Regions from separate parts of the Zea mays genome. Here region 2 is linked to region 1. Evidence: chromatin contacts called from public Hi-C data. All regions are on one chromosome and are shown on one strand. Each heading gives the region's core, a stretch centred on a gene start, on an enhancer-like site or on the middle of the called end of the contact. The rest is flanking DNA. Distances are from core to core; before and after follow the strand shown. Region 1 holds the start of LOC100283905 (protein AATF). Region 2 holds the start of LOC100193643.

What was found. A called contact is a pair of places that touch in the nucleus more often than the background predicts.
Region 2: a contact with region 1 is called in a Hi-C map of endosperm, with 2.1 times the contacts expected there. The contact joins the promoter of LOC100193643 here to the promoter of LOC100283905 in region 1. A contact is called at or near these places in 4 of 25 Hi-C or Micro-C datasets (ear, endosperm, leaf and 1 more).

What each region holds. Positions count from the first base shown.
Region 1 is chr3:33,643,366-33,650,855 of Zm-B73-REFERENCE-NAM-5.0, reverse strand. LOC100283905 (protein AATF) reads left to right here and starts at 2,606. Exons shown (of 12, transcript NM_001156803.2): 1 at 2,606-2,914; 2 at 3,609-3,783; 3 at 3,882-3,956; 4 at 4,067-4,177; 5 at 4,306-4,345; 6 at 4,438-4,501; 7 at 6,520-6,622; 8 at 6,717-6,812; 9 at 6,894-6,923; 10 at 7,180-7,279. The coding sequence starts at 3,724.
Region 2 is chr3:33,877,513-33,885,002 of Zm-B73-REFERENCE-NAM-5.0, reverse strand. LOC100193643 reads right to left here and starts at 3,942. Exons shown (of 9, transcript NM_001138740.2): 1 at 3,565-3,942; 2 at 3,328-3,443; 3 at 3,153-3,212; 4 at 2,690-2,875; 5 at 2,486-2,590; 6 at 2,295-2,391; 7 at 1,606-1,713; 8 at 1,343-1,478; 9 at 858-1,101. The coding sequence starts at 3,622. The coding sequence ends at 990. It overlaps LOC103649937 (GDSL esterase/lipase At1g33811), which reads left to right. Exons shown (of 2, transcript XM_008675624.3): 2 at 1-840. The coding sequence ends at 675.

The DNA.
Region 1 (7,490 bases), core at 1,357-3,856:
GAAGGCACTTTTAGGCTTGAAAGTGGGCATACTACAAATATATATGGTTCCAAGTGAAAAGGTATGCTTTTAGCACTTAGTCAATTGTTTTAGGTACTGATCATATTTTTCTAATTGCTAGGGACTATTTGAAGATAAGTCAAAAGGAGCAAAAGAGAATTAGAATGAAAAAGAGCAATTTGGACTGGTCTGCATAGCACCGGACAATCTGGTGCACAGTCCGACTGAAAGGGCTACTCTCGGGAAAAACAGACTTCGACTATAATTCACCAGAAGGTCCACGCAGAGCACCAGACAGTCTGGTATACCAACTAGTCAACAGCTACTTGACACGTCAGCCGGAGCCAACGTCAACAAGTGCATCGGACAGTCCGGTGCCACCCACCAGAAGCGTCCGCTGCCCCACAAAAGCAGAAGGTGAACAATCAACGATTTGTAGCCATTGCACTATGCAGTGTCTGGTGTGCACTAGACAGTCCGGTGCACCCGTGGACAGAATGCAACCAGGGCCATCCAAATGGAGCTCCAACGGCTCCTAGGTCCTTTAGGGTTATAAAAGGACCCCCTAGGCGCCATTGAGTAGTACACAAGCACACCTTGAGCATTCTACAACTCTGAGACCGCGACCACACTGTCAATTTATTAGATAGAGATTTGAGCGCGTTCTTAAACTGTGATTCTTGCGCTCTTTTCTCGACTTGTGTGTGTGTTGTTGTTGCGATTGTGTTCTTATTTGTGTTTCTACTCCCTCCTTACTCCGTTTTGATCGTAAACATTTGTGTAAGGCGTGAGAGACTCCAATTTGTGAAAATTCCTCACAACCGGGACTTGATATAAGGAAGGTAATCATGGTACTCAAGTTTGATCTTTGGATCACTTGAGAGGGGTTGAGTGCAACCCTTGACCGAAGGAGGTCACCACAACGTGGAGTAGGCATTGGCCGAACAACGGGATAAAATCGCCATGTCTCTTGTCCATTCATTCTATTGTGATTTTTGTCTTCTTGAGTTGTCATATTCACTTGTATTATTGCTCCTAAGTTTGATACACATTTCAAAGGAGCAATCAAGTGAAGAGTTCTCATCTCTCCATCTCTACTCATACCAACTAGGTTTTAGCTTTCACTAATACTCACTATAAACCAAGTTTGTGTTATTTAGAGTTAATTTTTGCAGGATCACCTATTCACCCCTCTAGGTGCTCTTACTTTGCATGGTAGCGTCTCAAGATTTGCTGATATCGGGCTGACTGAATGACAACTGTTGGGGGCCTTCCTCTTCCGAAGGTCCTCAAAAACATAATTAACCATTTGCTTTTTGCATAAGCTATTACAGGGAGCTTCGTCTTCAGGATGGAAGTCTTTCCCCCACGATGAAGGCATACGAGATGAAGATATGATCTAAAGATGATAAGAATAAATGTCGAAGCTATTGACAGAGTAACAACTTCGACTTATAATGGTGATGAAGACTGATGACGATGCTGGCCGAAAGGGAAAAAATACTACTTAGTCCTTAATGATTTATGTTACGATCACAAGTAAATGTCAGGAACATAAATATACTTTTACCTAGGCTACGTCCTGTGTCTATAAATAGATGAACAGTAGCACTGTACTGTTCACACTGGTTTTGTAATCTTTCTCGCATCAACACCTTCGAGCAAGCCGAATGTATCAATGTAATACAAATTCTGTTGATACTCATACATATTTTATGGATTGTAAATATGAGGGAATCAATGAGTTATATTCATTATATTTATCCTTATCTATTTTTATTTATCTATAATATGATAAAGACATGTTCTTCACGACCTTTATCTGATGATCATTATACTCGCGAGGAGATAATGCTTCGGAAGACGAAGGTCCTTAATACTTAATAATTGTGTTGCCTTGTTCTCGATTTACAACATTTGAGAACAAGTGACCAACAACAACATTTAAACGTTTCTCTTCTAGTACATTAATCTTCTCAAGCCGGGTTGCTTCTGCCTATGTGATGCTTTTGAAAGGTTAATCTGGGTGCCTCAAAGGCTATGTCTGTTGGCAACATTGTCCGATGGGGAAGAAACTTTCTCGCGAGGATATAAACGTGAAATTTTATCCCTCGATGGGTAAACAGGGATTGAGACGGGAAGCATTTCCCATTCCTGTTCCCTGCGGACCCGTTAAACTTACACGCGACTATGTTTTTGTGTACTAGTTAACAACAAAAATAAATAATTACCTTGTAAAGAGAACACTAATTATATAAATATGTTCATTTTGATGTATATATATGATTTTTTACATTAAACAATGTGTATACGTGATAATGTTTAATATTACTAACAAAGAATGTATGTCTTAATTATAATTTAAATAGGGATAGAGATGGATTTATCTTTGTAGGAATGGGATGGAGAAGAAATGTTATGTAAGTGTTTGCGGAGATCTCTACAAGTAAATTTTTTCGTCGCGGAGAGAGGATAAGGAGGTATTCCCTCGCGGATAGAGATGGATTTATCTTTGTAGGAATGGGATGGAGAAGAAATGTTATGTAAATGTTTGCGGAGATCTCTACAAGTAATTTTTTTCGTCGCGGAGAGAGGATGAGGAGGTATTCCCCCGCGGAGAATTCACCCACGGTTTCCTCTCCTTCGGCCCAGCCCCCACCCGGCCGTCCACCTAATCCCGAGTCTCGAGCGAGTAGCGACGGCCGCGCCTGCGCCTGCCTGCGTCTTCCGTGGCGGCGCCCCTACCTCTCGAACCCGTCAGGCGGTCTGGCCGACCTCGCTTCCTCGGCTAGCTACCTACTCGCCAGCGTCTATTGTCCAGCAGGCGCCCAGCTCCCAAGCGGCCGCAGTGCCCCTGCTTCTGCCCTTGCACGTTCGGCCCCTGTGCTGCACTGCACAGTGAGCCAGACAGCGAGTAATATTTACTGATTATTGATTATTATCGTTGCATCAACGCATCCTATTTTGATTGATGAGTGCCAACTGTTACTTTCTAAAAAACGGCACCGTACGGTATTTTTCTACCACCATGTTGTTTAAGTATTTTCAATCGATGTCATTATTTGTGCTCTTTATTTTAGGATTATGTATTTTGGTTTGACTGTAGTAAGATTTCTAGCCTTATAATTATAATTTTTTGATTTTACCCCCTTGCCTCATTTCTGTGTCTGCCACTGCCTGCCCATAGTAAATCCACGGTGAGCCATCTGCAAGTCAGCGACGAGTTGCTTCTCAATTCCTTCTCTCGTAGTCCTGTCTTGTCCCCTCACCCATAGTCAAATCATCTGGTCACGTGACCTGATTTTGAGTGTTTGGTTTATTGGAAATAAGAGCAAAGCAGCACAGTATCAAGAATGTAGGGCAATTTGAATGTTCCTGCTGCACTGCTACTTTTAGAATTGTAGTATGCTTCATCATTTATTTATTTCTAAAAAAACTTGCATGTATTCTATCGTGACTTTTATTAAGAAAATAATGTATTCACGTATCTTCATGTTTCTGATAAAGGTATTTGTATATGCATCAGTGCTACACATGTGAATACCGGTTTTGTTTCAACTCTGAAGTCAAGTGATTTTACTGTTTTGTTTTGTTTTGTTTTGCAACAGGTAAGGTTTGTTTTCTTCCATTCAGTTTGTTGTACTGTGGAGATCAAACTAGCTAAGGGCAGAGCCAAATTTGGGGATTCTTCAACTGAAGCCTTGTATAGATATAGTTTGAAAGATGATGAACGAACACAGAGAGGAGGATGCCTTGAGAGGTCAAGCAGTCAAAAACCAGAAGGTGCTGACCCACCTTCTTTGCATCTTGGTATTAACATGTGCTACATATATATAATCTTGTCAAAATTCTTACCTTTGTTTGATTTATGCTCCTTCAAGGCGATATGGGACAAGACCATGGAAATGAGATTCTTGCTGCAGAAGGCGTTTTCTACTTCCAACAAGTTACCCCAGGTTGTAGCAAGCATCTCCCTAGGTTCTTTTTAATTGTCCCCCCTTTTCATGCAGGATTGTGGCTAAGTTGAATTCTAAACTCCATTTTGTTTTCTACTGTGCTGTTGCAGGAATCCATCAGAACAAGGTTTTGCAATCATGATAAGCAGATAGAGCAAGCATATGATGATCTTTTGAATTCGACGAAACATACTTTGAGCAGCATGATGGAGCTGCAGGAGGTTCAGTTAGTTGCACACATTGTTTTCCTTTCACTCCTATGATTTTCCTCAATATGATCAAAATGTTTCTTTTGCAAATAATAATTGAAATGTTTCTCATTGTACTCAACCTCTTAAACTACCTATAGGCTTTGCTTGAGAGTAATCAGGCTACAAAGGATGCCAATGGTATTGCTGCTCTCTATACTGTTCTTGTTCTACTGTAAAAACTATGACATCCCATCTATATGTTCATAACACAACTCTTTACTTGACCCCAGAAATTCCTTCTGCCTCAAATGGAGACAATGACGAGTGGTCAGAAGTACAGAGATTGCAGGCAAGGTAAATTTTGCAACAGAAATAACTAACCAACCATTAGTGCTTGAAAAAAAAAATGGACTGGTGACTGGGGAACGGGGTTCTCATCAACATTTGGACCTCAACGGTCTAATCAGTATAACTTAGAAGTTGGCTAGCGCTTGAAAAACACTACAGGACACTAAGCATTTGTTTATTTTCAGCTGCTTACATCCCTATGATTTCAAGTAACTACTTGTCTACTTGTGATAATCACCTGAGTATGAGTACTTGAAATGCTTATCACGTCTCGGCAATTGCATTTCTTTTATGCGTAACTGAAGTTTGCTCTAGCTTCCTAATAGAGTTCGTTTTTTAATACAGAAACCACTCTGAGATAGCCACAATGTAGTAAACGTGGCAGCTAAGGTACTAAAAACACCCATGCAAATAAGAAAAAAAATGAAACTTGTATTTTAATTTTGTTAAATACCTCTATAATTTGGCGATATATTGTGTTACCATCCTGCTTGTAGCCTGTAGGTCATTATATGAGCCATCAAATTGCGATGACAGTTGCCACAAATCCAGTTTCATATGAAGGTATTAGCTGTGTAACAAGCTAACTGCTGCTCTCTGCCCAATAAGTTATTCAATTGGATCAGTAGGTTGCATCCAAGGTTATTCAATTGGATCAGTAGGTTGCATCCAAGGAATACTTGTTGATATGCCTTTCTTTTGCCAAGCCTTGTAGCAGAAAAGGCATGTAGAAAAGGTCTTGCTTGAAAACTAGAATACAAAGTAACTTGGGTGTAAAGGATAATAGTTGATGAAATATATATATTTTTTAATTCTCACTTCTATACTACTCTATTATAAACCTAATGTCGGCACATAGTGATACCATGGCTTCACCCTCCGCGCTGACACTTTGGGGCCACCCACCACACCGCGCAAAAAATAGTGCATAGCGAGCACTCGAAACCGCACCCCTCTGCTTCAAAAATTTGAGGCTAACCATTAGATCACATGTACCTTAATGAAATAAATAATAATTATATTTGAATAAATATCTCAATACCTATTTATATGATACTCCCTCCGTCCCAGTATATAAGGCGTAACCATCTTTGGTTCAAAGACCAAAAAATATATTTAATTCTCTCTATACCACTGTATCGATGTACGTATGTATAGAGAGAGCACACCTTATATTGTGGAACAAGAACAAAGTAGTTACACCTTATATTATGGGACGCCACACCTTATATTGTGGAACAAGAACAAAAAGTAGTTACACCTTATATTATGGGACGGAGAGATTATATAACAACCGTAGCAAAGCACGGGTAGTAACTGCTTATGTTTGAAGTTGATGGGAAGAAGGCTAGTTATTCACATAAGGTATGCTAATAGGGTAATGCGACATGTTTTATTAAGGTACATGGATTAAGTGTCTTGACTTCATACAGTCTCTAAAATTATATGTGAATTTTGTTATGGTGACATGTTACTATATGTGAATTTTGTATTGTGCTACTGCTAACATCCCTCTAGAAAGCTGGTTCCGCAACATTGGATTCAATTATTTGCAAATATATGATGTAGCAAAAGTGAAGAAAAAACTACAATTAGATCTAAGGGCACATCACCATAACATTCTGAGAGTTATATGTATTAAGTTGCATGCATTAACTAATCCAACCCAAAAACTTAAGCTGATAGGAGGGGTGGACAATTCACTTATATTATATTCTAACACTCCCCCTCACGTCGAGTCTCAGACCTGGAATAGGAGCAAATAACAATTATTTTATTTAATTGCGCTAATCAGGATTCGAACTCGAGATCTCTAGTTTTGATACCATATTAAGTTGCATGCACCAATCAATTCAACCCAAAAGCTTAAGCTGATAGGAGGGATGAACAATTCACTTATATTATGGACCCTCTAGAGCTTTCATCTTACATGTGCACAGTGCACATATGCTGCTTGGTGTTGGTATTTGGTTTTATGTACTCATACAAAAATAAGCTGAGTGTGGTAAATTATTTGTTTACAGGATAACAACATTCAGAAATACCGAGATAGATAAATGGCACAGGAAAATACAGGTGACAACGGGTGCTGCTGCACTTAAAGGAAAGCTACATGCATTTAATCAGGTTGCCTGAATACTTATTTAACTACTTTGTGTAATTTGTTTCTGTTTAACAAGTCAATATATAAAGCTCAACTCTTCCCATTGTATGAGAACAGAACATTAGTGATCAAGTTGCTGGTTACATGAGAGATCCAAGCCGGATGATTAACAGGATGTACTTGACCAACTCTGCTGTTAGAGTATTTGGAAAGGTATTTTCGACGCATCTATCACTAAGGACCACCAGTCATTTGTGCACCTGGCTAACTTAAGTCTTGCTGTTCATATTTCAGGATGTGGGAGAACCTGGAACAGCTGAGGAGGTTCGAGCATTTACTACATTTCCCTTAAAAATATTTCAAACCTTATTTGGTCTCCTTCAGTCTACTGAAGTGTAACGGCCTGTAGTTAATTGAAGCTCATTTCTTCCCCTGAGATGATTTCCCCTTTTCTATCATAACCTTGGTTATTTATCTGTTACACTAACATTGCTATCAGAATGCTACTATTTGTACAAATAGAAGATATAATGCGGACTACACTACCTGAGCTTATTTCATCGCCTTTGCTATAACTCAGGGGCACATTATGGAAGGTGATCCTGAACTTATTGATGATTCTGAGTTTTATCAACAACTTCTCAAGGAGTTCCTTGAGTCATGTGATAGAGGGGCATCAAGTTAGTTCATTTTTAATTATTGAACTTATTATTATTTATTTACACACATAGGCGTACACCTATCGATCCCGGATTCGATTGAAATACATTAGGGCCAGGATGACCTATTATCCGTCTGTTTCCACCCCTAGAATTTATTTATATATCAACATGCATACTGAAACATGGTTCATCTAACAGAAGATACATGTTTCAAGAATTTCAGTTTTCA
Region 2 (7,490 bases), core at 2,693-5,192, 230 kb before region 1:
GACAGCAGGCCGTCTGGGCCTAACAATAACCAATCCGCTGCTAGCCAAGAAGACATTGCTATATCCATTGGCATAGGTGGCGGAGGTGGAGGAGGCGGTGTCGGCGTCGGTGGAGGAGGCGGCGGCGGCGACGACTGGAGATCACCGTCCATGCCACCGCCATACGCAGACGGTGGCAGTGGCAATGGCAGTGGCAACGGCAACGCAGACGGTGGCAATGGCAACGGAAACAGTAGTGGCAGCCGCACCGGCACCGGCACCACGAACCCAGCGCCTGCCGGCGGCGGGTCATGCAACGAGACGATCAACAGCGCGATCGACATCTACAACAGGGGCCTTCTGGCCATGGTGAAGCGCCTCAACAACCGCGGCGGCCTGCGCGGGGCCAAGCTCGTCTTCCTGGACACCGTGCAGAGCGGCAAGGACCTCATGGCGAACGCGGCCGCGCACGGGTTCGCCGTGCTCGACCGCGGCTGCTGCGGAGTGGGCCGGAACAACGGCCAGATCACGTGCCTGCCCCTGCAGCGGCCCTGCGACGACCGCGGCAAGTACATGTTCTGGGACGCCTTCCACCCCACGGAGGCCGCCCACAGGATCTACGCCGCCAAGGCCTTCGGCTCCAACTCCACCGCCGAAGTTTACCCCATCAACATCAGCCAGCTCGCCGCCATCTGAACAAAACACTCTCATCCGCTCCGGATCGGAGCGACTCGTCCAATAATTTCGGTTTTTCATTCATCTTACAGTTATAACCTCGTCTCTCGCAACACTCTAGGCGGAGCATTATCTGGCATCATCAGGTGGCAATTTCATTTAATCAAGTTTAATTTAATTTAATCATGTTCTCTCAGAAGCATCAGCAAACGTATCAAGCATATATATATAAACTGTACGTAAACACCAAGCACGCACATAACCACATGCAATGCAACGCAATGCATTCTCGTGTTCTAATGACAACGCGGCCGGATCAGCTGGTGGCGTTGTTGCTAGTCATCGGTCATCAGCCTCTGCACTATCAGCTCTACCACGGCAGGGGCATCGACGGTGACAGCGACCTTCACGGTGGGCATGCCACTCCAGGCTGTGATCTCTCCGTACCTGCAAACGCACTCGGGATGCTCAGCGCACCAGACTGAATCCTACCCAATTCTACCAGAGCCAATCGTATACCATGGCAAAAGTGAGAACTCAGCAGGCGTCAGGACTTAAGAACGGATCGAATTCACAAGCGCGCTATAATAATAGTACGAGATATGATTAAGAGGGAAATCAAAACCTATCTACTGCTCCTGTTTCAGCGACATGGCTGTCTGAGAGACACAAAGAGAGTGGCCCTAACCTTTTCTTGGTGTTGTCGAAAACAGTAAGGCCCTTGGTGATCCCGACTGTCTGTACCCTCACAACGCCTTCTGTGTAAGTCAGCAGCGATGGGTTCACCGCAGCAATAACCGTCGTTGGATCGTGAAGATACGCTCCTGTGTAAACATCTCAACGTGAAGGTCAAAGTTCACAAGGTTGCACAGCATCCGACTCTGTCCCCGCTGCAAATACTTTGACAGAACCAGTTTTGCCTTTCCTTGGATGACACTAATGTATACGAACCTTTTATGAAGTAACCGTCCCTGTGGTAATCAAAATAAACGCCCATTAGCTTGCACAAGTAGCGGGCGTATTTGCTGTCACACTGCTCAAGCTTTTCCCGGTCAGCATCTGCAACAACAGGAGGGGAGGGTGTGTGTGTCAGTGTGTGTATGTGTGTCAAGGCACCAAGGGAAATCGGGTTGTGATACATGGCAGGTTGGGCCACTTCCAAATAGCCTAGAATTCGAATCGTTCAAGATCTTGATTACTTGTCATTTGGATAAATTTGATCTAATCCGCTAGCAAAGCAATCACAAGTCACACACTCACACATCATACTGCAGAAGAACCGAAGGTCAATGTGCAGTGCACCGTGCCTGCGAAATTGCTCTTTCAATTTGGTAATATTGCAAAGTCCTTTTTTTATGAATGTGTTGCAATTGACTAGTGAGAAGTAGGTTATACAAGAAGAATTCTATCAGTATCTGCAAAATCGAAAACCACAGATGTAATAACGCAGCAAACTGTAGCTGTTTTCAGCTCTGGTCTTGTGACGGTCATAGTGGGGTAAGGTGAAATTAGAAGGTACATGTAGCATGTTAGACCCATTATGATTGTACTTGCATGCTCTAATACTCATTGGTCTGTGATCTTGATGCAGCCTACATCCTGAGCAGAAAGAATGTAAGCCTTAAATGCAGCAGAATTACCGGTTAGAACCACTTGGTGGGTTACATTTAGTCCCACGGCCAAAATATCAGCGCCGCAGGTGAACACGATATCTGCAGCGTCGGGATCCCCAAAGATCTGTGAATAAACATGAACCCATTATTGATGACTCAAGCAAATGATAACTAAGGACTACAGAATGTATCAGAGAAATTAAGAGAGAAACCCTCACATTCGCCTCAGCTGCAGGGTTCACGTTTCCATTAACTGAATACGCACCGCCAAGAATAATAATCTGCCCTATCTTCTCCGGGAACGCAGGGTCAAGCTCGACTGCCTGGGTAACCAGAGATTGCCAAAAAAAAAAGATCAACTTAAAGAAGCCAGAAACTGTACTGGTTAACGAAACCACGAAGGAGATGATTGGAGAGCAGACCAGAGCAAGGTTGGTAAGTGGGCCGAGGGCGACAACGCTAACTTGACCAGGGTACAGATTTGCCTGCTCAACCAGGAAGGCAGCAGCAGACTGATCTACAGGCTTGGTAGCTGGTGGAGGGAAGTCCTGGTTTCCCAGGCCGTCTGAACCGTGGACGAAGCTTGCGATCCTCAGCTTGGTGGCTTTCTGTGCTCCGTGTACAGAGGTGAAAACGAAAAAGAAACAGCAATTCAGATGACAAAGTAAATGAACGAACAAACAGCCTTGTTGAAAGCTGCTGATGAACACGCAGGAAGTATGATCCTCTCGATGGCGTTCCCTCAATCTCAACTGTTTGTGGCTTTGCTAGATCACTGCGATTCTATGATTTTTTTTTTCTCTGTGTTTGATGATAGCGCTGCAACGTTGACAATTGAACATTGATTCAGCGTGGTAGCAGAAACAAAGAGACGATGATAGCTACCTTGATCGTTACATGGGATCCCTCTGCCACGGGGATGTCAGTCCTGCCAACAGCCTCCAGCTGAAGCACACACATCAGAAGCAAATGTGAGCCGCGGTTGGAAGTGGGCGGAACAGGCCAGCAGGGTGTGGGGGTGGGGGGAGAGAGAGAGAGGAAGGAAGGTAGGCGGCGGCACCAGGTGGAGCGCGTTGCGCGTGGCAAGGGCGGTGTGTACGTTGCCGAAGGTAGTGGTGAGGCCCAGCACCTCCAGCTCCGGCGACCGCAGCGCCAGGAAGATGGCCATCGCGTCATCTGCTCCGTCGAACAGTGGTTCGGTTCGGTTAGTGGACTGCGATCCGAACGCCACAACAAGAAGAAGCACCATCGATCTACAGCCAAGACGATGATTGCAATCACAAGGACGGGTACCTACCAATTCCGGGGTCGGTGTCGATGATTACCTTCTTCTTCGTCCCCTCGACCGCCGCCATATGGGTGCCACACAGATTTCGATCCCACCCGGCTACCCAAGCGGAACAACCCAATCCAACCAGACAAATGCTACGGCCTCAGAGGAGAAGGTTGGACCTTGGAAGCCTGGAACTCGAAGAGGGTGTCCCCACGAATCTGGATAGGATCCCTAGTGGACTTGGAGTAAAAATAGGAACTGGAACAAGAACATACGCTGACGGTGACAGGCTGAGCAGTACTCCTACGAGAAGCCCAAGCGGTGCGCGGATCGAGACGCGTCACCACACTTGTCGCCCGCGAGCAATAATCAATTCTAGCCTTGATCGCTAATCGGATTCTCAAAAAAAAAAAAACTGCCAGACAGAACAGAAGACAATCACCCTATGACATCACGTTAGAGCATCTCAAAAGGGACTCCTATAATTAAGGCCTAAAAATAAAATAGGACCTGATTTAAGTTAATTATTATCTAACAATTTTTTAAACTTCAACAGCTATTCCTAAAACCACGTCAGTTAATTAACTCCGTGTTGTTAATCTGGCTCGCGCCAGTGCCCGTCGGTGCAGGGCACAAACGGCCGCTGCTGTGTGATCCTGCCCGCGACAGTGCCTCGGTCACAGCTAGAGATGTCCAAATGGACCTCCCGGCCTGGCCCAGGCCCGGTGAAGCCCGTCCCGTTTTGGACTCGGCCCACTAGGCACGGTTAGAAAACCGGGCCGGGCCTTCTAGGCACGCGAGCTCAATTTCCTGTTCGAGTCCGGCCCGCAACGGGCCTAAATGGGCCGGGTCGGCCCGTTTATCACGAAAAAACGGGCCGAAAAACGGGCTATGCGGGCCGGTAAACACGTTTTAGTGTAAAAAAAAAGCGGGCTTAACGGGCTTAGAGGTAAACGGGCCGTGCCAGGCTAGCCCACCGTGCCTAGTTTCTTGTCCGAGCCCGGCCCGCTTATTCGTGCCGGGCCGACCCGGGCCCGCTTAGAACCGAGTCATGCCGGGCTCGGACCGGGCCCAAACAACGGGCTTCGTGCCAGGCTCACGGGCCTCGTGCTTATTGGACATCTATAGTCACAGCACACAATCGGCTACAGACCTTGAGGTGGGTGTTAATGCCATGTTTGGATTACTAATCGAGAGGAGGACTCAGCAAACCTTAAACATCAACTTAACGTCCTTTTCTCTATGGAGATTATTATTCTCATGACTTGAAGCATTTGGAAAAGCCGAAATGAATGACTGTTTGCAAATAAAGATCCTTCGGTTTATCACTGTACGCAAGAATTCTGTAAGAAGCTGCGGTTGATAATTCACAGAGCGCGTGAGAATTTTGACATTTCCATCCCGAATTGGCGAGTTCGTGGCAGATATAAGAGTTGTTCTACTTGCTCCAATGCTTGTAAACTGCTTAATTAGATCTTTTAGATTACCTTTTGTAATCAAGCTAAGCTGTAATATTTTCTTTTCTCATTTTCAATAAAATCTCAGTAGTAGCTTCCCCTCCTGAATCTTAAAAAAAATGCCATGTTCGGCACCATGAACATCACGGGCAGCGACGCTGCGTAGGATGGGCGTCTTCGCGTGCAGAGCCCGGTAGGCGCTCCGTTCCTGGACGCTACTGGAGTCTGGAGTGGGGCAGCAATGCCAGACCTGCTCACGGGGCCCGCTCCCTTTGGTACGGCTCCTATCCCGGCACCTCCAGCTACAGACAATACTTGGTTGTGGCCATTGCCCATGGGCCCGTCGGGCGAGTGTGGCGCGGCAGATGCCTCTGGTTCGGATGTGCAAATCCCCTTGCATACGGCCGAGGACCTTAACCTCCTGCCTGCTGGGCTACTGGATTCTCCACCGGCACAGATTGAAGGCCCTTCTCAGGATCACCAGCATACCAACGACACCATGATACTACCAACAGCTGATAATGGGGTCTCTATGTCTACACCCATTTCAGAGGTCCAGGATGAAGATCGTGACATCCAAGCTTTTCTAAAGGAGCACTTCGTCCCAAGATCGGCGCCATTACTTCTGATAAATAATGAGGAAAGTATTTCGGCTCCTTCCCCTGGTCAGGGTGCAAGTCGTCGCAGGGTCAGCACAAGGCTTGCACTCAAACCGGCAGCCAAGCTAGGCTCCATTGCCCGTTGCCAGATGATTATTATGAAAAAATTGGAGACCATCACTAGCGGCAGTTCAGTCAAGGAGGAACACAAGAAACGTCTGAAGGAGCTGTTCAATGAACCAGCATCTGAGCAGGTTGTTCACGCGGTGGATGAACTCTTTGATGTCGCTTACCCGAGCCCAAATGCAAACTAGCAGTTCTCGTTTTAGAATTATTGGGGGACTTTTCTGCCTTAGGATGCATCAAATCGTCATTAATTTAGGGGTCGGCTTTATGTGCTTTAGTTATGCATGTTGTCACTATTTGTATCACGCTCCTGTGAAAGGTCTGCAGGCTTCCCTTTGCCCAGTGGTGTGGAGGGGGATCTGTAACTATGGCTGGTTTTCGTCAAGTGCCCAGCTATGTTTGTGGTGGTGTCACCAATTTCCCAATGAGTAGAAGCAATTGTGTCTTGTTGAATTGGAATGTGAGGGGGTCTAAATGCACCTGCTAGGCGCCAGGTTGTCAGAGATATGGTTGGCCACCACCGTGCAACCATTGTATGTTTACAGGAAACAAAGTTGGCCACTATGGATGATCTATTGATTGCTGAAACACTTGGACTGTCGTGGGAAACATAGCTACCCAGGTCCATTTGATAATTAAACATGGCTTGTAGATGAAGAAGGCAGATTAAACAAATAAACATGATTGTTTATCTTAAAATATTGCTCTCAAAATAGCGGGTTGTTGTACTAGACAGCCCTCCAACGCTAAAGGGTGATCAAAGATCCTCGACTAACGTGACAGTCATATCTTACCAAATCAGGGTTTTAGATCAGATGTAATAAGCCTAATAATCAAATGTAAATAATAATAGTAAGGAGCTGTGTACTAAATAAAATAACAGAATTTAACACAGGTAAACAGCCTCAACAAATAGAGATTTAATTAGGCACAAATAATATCAATGCTGAAAATGATAATACACTGATACCCAGACTGTCACGTTGTCTCACTACACCGCTATCATCATCGAGCACACAAATCCGCCCACAACAGTGCAATCACACCCAAATATTTAATACTAGCAGATTGCACAAAATTAAACAGTAAATAAAATGAGGCAACGAATAACTCACAGCACGTAGATTGTCTACGTGGGAAGATCAGCCCAGTGAACACGAAGTTATGTCCTAGAAAACCAATTCCGCCGCCCACGTCCGGGCCTGCACGACGGGAGGTTGACGGAGATACTAGAGCCGCTGCCGGAGCCGAGGGTGACGTCCACGACACCAGCCCGAGAAGATGAACATCGCGCAGCAGGGAGCCCAAGCACCAGGCCATGGTGGACAGAGACCAGATCAGAACAGCACCGCACAGGTGCTGTAATACAGTAACAGGGCGCAAGAAATACACGAGCGCAACTCCACTTTCTTCCACTTCCAATCACCAACGGCTCGCTCAACACAAGAACACCAGGAACGATAGAATCGATCCAAAATCGCGACTGAAATGGTGGAATAAAGAGAGAACAGAGAGCCTCACGTTTCCAGGGTGAAGCACCAGAGGATTTATCGCCCATGCCTTTTATGGAGACAAGAAGGGGAAGAGGCAGACGGATCAGCATCAGCGCTCGAAAGTTTCGTCGAAGTATGCGGAACTGTTTCCAGCCGCCGCCGCCCTTCGGACAGACTCCTCCTCTCTGCGTGAGCCGATCTTTTCTCTGGCATTTCCAACCCTAGAGACGTGCGTCCCTGGTGGGCTGCTCGGCCAGCAGGCCTTGTAGCGGCCC